2 separate regions of the Lactuca sativa genome follow, and region 1 is linked to region 2. A link is a contact called in public Hi-C data. All regions are on one chromosome and are shown on one strand. The core of a region is the stretch at or near the end of the contact, and the rest is flanking DNA. Distances in the headings are between cores, read along the strand shown.

Evidence for each region. Hi-C and Micro-C count contacts between places; a contact is called where the count stands out from the background.
Region 1: a contact with region 2 is called in a Hi-C map of leaf, with 4 times the contacts expected there. The contact joins the promoter of LOC111883381 here to the promoter of LOC111883445 in region 2.

What each region holds. Positions count from the first base shown.
Region 1 is chr2:153,687,608-153,692,124 of Lsat_Salinas_v11, forward strand. It overlaps LOC111883381 (14-3-3-like protein), which reads left to right and starts at 1,837. Exons shown (of 4, transcript XM_023879705.3): 1 at 1,837-2,455; 2 at 2,790-2,912; 3 at 3,010-3,126; 4 at 3,237-3,490. The coding sequence starts at 1,967. The coding sequence ends at 3,284.
Region 2 is chr2:153,527,077-153,531,513 of Lsat_Salinas_v11, forward strand. LOC111883445 (putative WEB family protein At1g65010, chloroplastic) reads left to right here and starts at 2,053. Exons shown (of 4, transcript XM_023879780.3): 1 at 2,053-2,247; 2 at 2,351-2,504; 3 at 2,596-4,375. The coding sequence starts at 2,228.

The DNA of each region.
Region 1 (4,517 bases), core at 587-3,086, 160 kb after region 2:
GCCTAGATTTGTAAAATGGAAAAAAGCTAAGGTTTGTGCTTCGTGCTTACTGATTATGAGTCGTATTATTTAACCATCACTATTTTGGGAAGTTTGGACTTATGAGATTGACTCGATTTGGGATTGATGCATGCATATTATTGTTATTTGTTTGTAGAATTATCCCATTTTAACATATTGAGTTTGTATATATTACTCATCTTTATTAGCTAATCAATATTAACTCTATTTGTTAATTAGAAAAAAATTTGAAGGTAGCATATTTTTCATAGCAAGATTTATAAAACCAATTGTTTGATTATATGGGTCTTATACCCTTTTGGTTTTTTTGTTTTTTATATGGGTAATATGCCATTTTAGTTTATTACATGGGTTATTAAATCCTTTAATTTAAATTCATGGATTATTACATCATTGTCTATATCCACGACGAAATAATTTTCTTCATTCTATTTTCACTATTTATATGTTTTTTTCAAGAAGTAATTGATAAATGATGGAATTATCCAATTATTATGTTTGTAAATTACTAATTTAGACTGAATCTAACCGAGGAAGCGACGGAGTTTCTTATAATATAAAATTAAATTACAATTTTAGTCTATGTGGTTTACACCACTTTTTAGGTTTGATCTTAGTTTTATGGTTTTGACATCATTGATCCTCGTGGTTGGCAATTCTATTAGAAATGGCCATTCCCTCAATTAGCGTCATAGTTTTTCTTTTAACTACACATGAAATGAAATAACTAAAATGCCTTTGTTTTATCCTTTTTTAGGACTAAAAGTAATACGACTTTCTAACATCAATGACCAAAATTGTAACCTGCTATATAATAAAGATTAATGACAATGCCATCCCCACTAAGAATGCATATCACATCCAAAAACCCTCCTCTCTTTAACTAGTCGTTGGTATTCTTTCATCACTCTTAAGTGACCGCTTGATCTATAACGATCACTCTGTTCCCTTTCTTCCTAATCACATCTCCAGTTGCTATCTTCTTTCTGTTTTTTTTTTCTTGCATGTAAATCCAACTGATCTGTTTTCTTGATCCCTTCTCCGACAAGCATCATCTCCTCTTCATTTACATACTATCACCTCCTCACATTCTCCTCCCATCATCAATTACAATTCAAGTTAACATCAAAGATAAAGATGATGAGAAAAGAGATTGAGTTTATCTTGACTATGGCGGTGATGGTGGTGCCAATCTTCTTCCTCCTTCCCCTTATGCATTGTTTCCAATCAAACAACTATGGTTTATTGAGATATGTAAGGTTGGGTAAGTGGGTAGCTTAATTTGGTTTGGAGTTGCAGGTGGTGGTAGTGAAAAATGACAATGGTGGTGGCATACAATGCTGTAGTGATGGTATACGATGGTGTTGGTGATATACTGTAATTTTTAGTAATAATTAAAAAAAGTAAGAAAAGACAAAAACATATACATTTTAATCATTTCATATGCACTTCACAAAAAATATTGACGGTAACAAAAATAAACACCTTTCCATAAGATTGGTTGGAGTGGGCAATGCCCACCAACGTTTTTAGAAGAAAAAACAAAAAACGAGCGTTATAGGATGTGGTGGTGATAACGGAAAGCAACGTGTATGCTAATAACATGTAAAAATGGATAGGAAGGGCGGTGTTTATGGTGTTATAACGTGGAAAAACGTCCTAAAGGCGTTGCCCACACCTAACAGCCTTATGAAATTGCCAACCACGAGGACTACTAGTGTCAAAATCGTAAAACTAGGACTAAACCTTGTATAAACAACTGGACCAAAATTGTAATTTACTCTAAATATAAAATATTATATTGGAACCAGTGAGGAAATACCTTTTTCAAAAGAGCCAATATACCACCACACTGTCTCTCTCTGCAAAACTCGAATAGGCTGTGACGATAACCGCCTTCTCCTTCCCCATTTCGCATTCTCTCTCTTCACACACAAACAGAGCAATGGCCGCCGCATCATCTCCTCGCGAAGACAATGTGTACATGGCAAAACTCGCCGAACAAGCTGAACGCTACGAGGAAATGGTTGAATTCATGGAAAAAGTCGTCGCCGCCGCGGACGGCAGCGAAGAACTCACCATAGAGGAGCGCAACCTTCTCTCCGTTGCTTACAAGAACGTGATCGGAGCACGGAGGGCTTCCTGGCGTATCATCTCCTCCATCGAGCAGAAAGAAGAGAGCAGAGGCAACGAGGGACACGTTGCGACGATCCGTGATTACAGATCTAAGATCGAGACGGAGCTATCGTCGATCTGCGACGGTATCCTCAAGCTTCTCGATTCGAAGCTCATCGGATCCGCGTCTAGCGGTGATTCCAAGGTTTTCTATCTGAAAATGAAGGGAGATTATTACAGGTATTTGGCTGAATTTAAGACTGGATCTGAGAGGAAAGAAGCTGCTGAGAATACACTCTCTGCTTACAAGGCGGCTCAGGTTAGGGTTTTCTCACTTTTTGCTCTAAATTTTGTTTGAAGAATTTCGTTTTTCACTGTTTCACTTGTTAGCTTTTACACTCTAAACCAGAAGTCAAACCTGAAACTATTCATTCCATGACTTGCATATTAGATTTCCGTTAAATCTTTGCCCTTTCAATCACACTTCTGTAGCTCTTCTAAAATCTAACTCTGAAAATCGAATCTCAAGTCAATACGACTCTATTGCATTCATCAAATGAAAACCGTTACACATTTTCCATATCGGTGCTCGATTTTTCTTTCACTTTTTTTTCCAAAGCAGTCAGAAAAGAATCAAGCTCTCATGGTTGCAGGATATTGCAAATGGAGAACTTGCTCCCACCCATCCTATCCGACTTGGACTTGCACTCAACTTCTCAGTCTTCTACTATGAGATCCTAAATTCACCAGATCGCGCATGCAATCTTGCAAAGCAGGTGAGCAGTAAACTGTATAAAACTTTGAATATAAATGATATTCTCAGATTCACTTGTGATTATTCTGAATTTGACTGGTTGTTTTGTGATTTGGTAGGCTTTTGATGAAGCTATTGCAGAATTGGATACCTTAGGAGAAGATTCCTACAAGGACAGCACCCTGATCATGCAACTTCTTCGTGATAATCTCACTTTATGGACTTCAGACATGCAGGTAGTTTTCTTTTTTTAATTTCAATTTTTATTCTTTACTACTTTAATTAATTAATTTATTTATCAATTTATCATATATTCATACCCAATTGTTGGTTTGAAATAATGCAGGATGACAGTGCTGAAGAAATTAAAGAAGCACCAAAGGCAGATGAGTAACAAAATTCCCTACTCAAGACCTGTTTATGGTTTGTAATTGTTTGCTTTTCGATTGAAAATGCTCTACTTGTTGCGAGTATCAACTCTTTAGATTTAGGAATTTAATGATTTTCTATCTTTTTTAATATCATGCTTAATTTCATCTTCCATCATTGCAAACGCTTTTTAGGTTGTGGTTTTATAAGTTAAAAAAATGTTTGTGGTTATATACTTATTATAGGTATATCGTATATGTTTCAGTTATTTTTTAAATCTTTATTGTTCATTTCACACATAATTTTGGATTGCTAAAAGTACATGAATTCACCCCCTTTTTAGTGTATTGGATTTATTAGTGACAACAGTCTGTAAAGGAGTCAAATATGGTTTGACTGCTTTTCAGGAAGAGATGCACTTAATGAGTTAATGGTATGCACTTTTGATTCCTTTCTTGTGCTGCTTTACAGTTGGATGGGTTTTGGTACAACTTAAACTTACATAAAAATCACAACATTTTCAATGAATGTAGTGTGTGTGTCTGTGTATTCGTCCCCTTTCAACCAAAAATCATCCATTTTAATAAGTGATATCATCATTTTGTTCCACTGGTGAGATACCAAATGATTTACGAACTTCAAAAAGAATACAACAAAAAGCTCTATTTCTCATTAATCATGAGATATATGAGTATTTGAATATGGTAAACCTTTTGTAGAGGTTTTTTGTTATCATATTAGATTTTTTCATTAAACTCATTTAACTTGATAGATGATATATATATATTTTTAATTTTTTTAATTATTTAAATTATATTTATCTGCAGGCAATGTTTTGTAAAGCTATTTATTTAATTTGATACTTTTAAGCCGCAAACATAACTTAAAACATAACCATGTTTATTTTTTTCAAAATTATAAAGGATGGTATAGTTATAAAAGTAAAATATATTATATTATATTTTATGTATATAATATTTTATAATAGAGATTAAAATAATATAGTATATAATATTTGATAAAATAAATAGATTAAAGTTTTTAAGTTTAATTATGGAGTTTTAACCTCATTTAACATTGAAGTTTTAAATTATTACTATTTGACCATTAAAGTTTTAATCATGCTAATAAAGTTACTAAAGTTCTATTTTTGTCACAACAAAAGCCATTAAGACAAGCTTTAACAGGTTTGCAGGTGTAACATCCTTTGGTAGGGCCTATTTGAAACCCTCTTTAAGAAAATTAAGTTTTAAAAATC
Region 2 (4,437 bases), core at 803-3,302:
CTCCAAAGTGTTTCCATCGTGTTAATATGCTGCGACTAGTTTGGTTTTACTGTAGACTGTTTGTTTGATCGTCTTTTCTATACGTACAAGTTACAAATGGTGGATGTCATCTATGTGACGCAGTCGCTCTACTCCTTACAAAATCATGATTGTTGACATCTATTTCCCTACCTTATTACAATGAGATTCGTGGGGGTCTATTGTTGCTGGTGTTAATAAATTTAGAGTTTCATTATTATTATTATTATTATTATTATTATTATTATTATTATTATTATTATTATTATTATTATTCTAAATCACACAACAAGTATCAAAACTATCTGGGAGGTTTAGAAAAAAAAACCCTAGGGTTTTGAGGTGGATGATCGTAGGGATGAGCGTGGGACGGAACCGGTACCGACCTGTCCCGTTCCCGATTTCCCGAATACCGAATTTAATCGAAAGTTAATCCCGAGTACCGAACCAAATTAACATCACCGGTACCGGGAATGGTACCGGTACTCGGTACTAGTACCGGTATCGACGGTACCGATTCCCGAATTTCATGTATTTGGAGTACCAAGTACCGTCCCGTATTTTTAAATTCGGTACCGATTCTGGTACGGTACCGGTACGGGATCGGGATTTGGGACAAACTGCTCATCCCTAGATGATCGTATGAGGTTGAGGTTATATTTAAACAAAATAAAAAGTTTTGTAGTTAAATCATAATTTTTTAAACGATTAAACCGGAAATATATCTAAATTATATTGGTTATTTATGTAATTAAAAGTTTTATGGTTAAATAGAAATCCTTTATAGTTTATACTTTATTACTGTTTTTTTTTAAAAAAATCAAAAATCTCAAAATTTAATTATCAAATATTTTCAATGATTAAAATCAATTAATCCAAACTATAATAGCTTTTATAGAATTTAACCTTATAAAAAACACTAAAAAATAAACCGCACTCACTAGAGTCTAGAACGATATAAGAAATTTATGCGTTTGGTTCTCTTGACTAAACACTCAAAAGCCCAAATTGATGACCGAGCCCAAATTATGAGCGTTGACCAATTTCACACATCCCTGTGAAAATGTTGGCCGGCCGTAGGACACGGTCACACCCCCCTTGCCTACGCCAATTAATTACTTTAGCATTTATAACGGTTATGTACACTAAACCCCTTAAAGTTACTCAAACTTATCAGAACTACCCCTCATCTACTATTACATGATAATACAACACCTTCTACCCTTTATGTCTTTTATTTTTGTATTTTTCGGAAAACAAGACTGCTACCCTAATCAGATTTAGAGTTTTTATCGGGTTTCATACATTTATATAAATTGATATTTGTATTCTTGAGATCTTTAGTAGACATTAAACATCATTTCCTTTTGTTTTGAATTCACGTGAAAGTAAAAATACATTCAACAATTTATTATTCAATACAACATATATTTTAGCTTATTTATTTTAAGAAATCAATAATTTTAAGTTTTAACATATTGGACATATTCGGCATAGAGCTTTTGAAAATTTATAACTTTGAGTTTTAAACAAAAAAACTAATAATCTAAAAACTACTTCAAATAACATTTAACAAAAAGCTCATTTATATTATAACAAATTTATAAGATTACAATGAATAATATTTATGTAATTTTACATATTTCAAAGGTTCCAACTTCCAACTATATTATGGCTAACACTTATATACAAAGAAAGCTACAGTTTTAACATATCAGCTAACAATTACCAACCACAAGCTTCTGGTTAGTTTTATCGAACACGTCCATTATGAAAAATTAACCTAATTACATGTTAATTTTCAACAAGTTTCTAATTTTAAACAGTTATATAAAATGAGAAAAAAAAGCCTATTGTATTTAATGATTGAATGAATAAAATAATAAAAACACCTTACCCTTTTGCAAATAACCTTTTTAGGTTGTAAAACAAAAAACAAAGAACAAAAGAACAAATAGAAAAGTCAAGGGTAAAGAATAGAAATATAAGATTGAGTCAATTAATTTCCATGTAGGCTTAGGTGTTTTCTTTTCCCCATTTGTCAATTTCCCCTGAATTCCTTTGTAGTATTTGATTCAAAGTGAGTGTCTGTATCGAGTACCCGCCAACCTCGGACCCCTTCAAACCCACCGGATTTCAACCATTTTCTCTCCGATTTTTCATCGGTTTCCAGAAATAGTCGAATTTTGACAGCGCCTAATCTTCCACAATGTTACGTTCCAAATCCAGGTACTAACTCATCCAAATTTCTGTCTCTGTATCATCATCATACGTTACGTGTAAATTTCGTCGTCTCTATCCTTGATTTATGATAAATATCGTTGATTTTTAGATCTGGTTATTTGGAATTCGGGCAAAAGAAGCATCAATCCTTTCTCATTAGAAGCATTTCCGGATCGAAGATTTGTAGGGGAGATGCTCTTGCTTCACAAGTCGCTAAAGAAGCCGTCGTTTCCGTTGATCGCAAGTCAATTAGTTTATCAGAGGTATATAAAATTGTTAAATTTTGGTGTAATTTGGTTAAATTTCTGTGTATATCTGATGACGATGATGATGATTTGTGTTTTTGTTGCGTAGAATCGGATTGTTAAGGCTGCAATGATGCAAAAGCAAGTAACCGATTTAGAGGAGGAGTTGAAGAACACAAAAGCGAGATTAAATGAAGCAGAACGAGAAAAAAACCGACTCATTACGGAGGTTAATGCAGGGTTGTCAAAGGCGTTTGAGGCTAAATTGGCAGAAAGGGATAAATATTTAGAACAATTGAAAAAGGAATTGGCCACAGTTAAGGATGAAAGCAAAAAACAGATGCAGGAATTGGAAGATCAGGTGGAAAAAGCAAAGCAATCGGAATCAAAAATGTTGGAGTCGCTGATGTTTCAAACGCAAGAAATTATGCAAACTAAAATGGATTTAGAAGAATCGAAACTTGAAGTTGCTTCACTTTACGAGAGGCTCGAGAATGGTGGCAACAACAACACATCAAAAGGTAATTACAATTACAATCATAATCAAAATCAAAAGCAAAATCAAAATCAAAATCAAAATCAAATTCAAAATCAAGCATCAATGGAGACAATAGCATTAAAAGAAGAAATCGCAAAGCTGAAGAACGAAGTAAAACATGCAATGGAAGGCGAGGAGAAAAGCAAGAAGGCGATGGATGGTTTAGCATCTGCATTACAAGAAGTAGCGACAGAAGCAAGTATGACAAACGAAAAACTAAGATCAACAGAAGCGAAAGTAAGCGATTTGAGTTCAGAAGTCGAGCGATTAACGGAAGAACTCGAGATACAAAGGGAAGAATACGATCGATTACGAGTGGAATCTGAGGAATCTTATCTCACATGGTCATCAAAAGAAATGGGATTCATAACCTGTATTAAAAAATCCGATGAAGAATCCGCCGCCGCTAAACACGAAAACAACCGGCTGAAAGAAGCCCTAGTCTCCGCCGAAAACACAGCACGAATCGCGAGAGAAGAAGCTTTCAAGCTTCGAGACATTCTCAAACAAGCCCTAAACGAATCAAACGTCGCTAAAGAAGCCTCCAACATCGCTCGATCGGAAAATTCAGAACTCAAAGACTTACTAGCAGAAAAAGAAGACGCATTACATTTCCTCACAAAGGAAAACGAACGATTACGAATCAACGAAGTCGCAGCTCGTGAAAACGTGAAAGAGTTCAAGAGATTATTAGCTGCAAAAGCAGAAGCTGAAAAATTCTACGACGAAAAAGAACACAACGACGATTTCGACTCCCCGCTTTCGTGCCTCTACGAAGATCATTACGACGGAAGAGGAACACCACGGCAGACATTCAGCTTCGATTTCGATGATCTGAAAGCGTTCAACAAAGACGACGACGTTTTCAACAACTTCGAGGACGAAACAGTTGCTGATATCGCTGTAGGTGATGATCCGGAGAAGGCGGAGGCGTTGAAAGGTTCTATTTTTGACATGTCGGCTTCGCCTAAATCAGAGCCGCAGACGCCGAAGTTTAAACCGGAGCACCGGCGAGCTTCGTCGATTTATACGGATGCAGGTGGGGTGGGTCAAGGGGAGGAAGGCGAGAACGCCGGTAGTAGTGGGCATAGCCATAGTCATGGTCATACGGAAGATGGAGATGATAGGAGCTACTACAGCCGGAAGAAGCTGTTTAAGAAGATCGGAGAACTTATCGTCGGAAAACAAACCAGTAAAAAAGAAGGCTCAGAAACGCCTAAAGAACATGGAAAAGAAAAAGAACAGAGCAAAGAACAGAGTAAAGAACATAGTAAAGAAAAAGAACAGAGTAAAGAAAAAGAAAAGGAACAGGGTAAAGAAAAAGAAGAGGGTAAAGAGGGTAAAGAACTAGGTATGTAGTTTGATTGTTTAATTGTGATTTCAGATTTTATGATTATTATATATATATATATA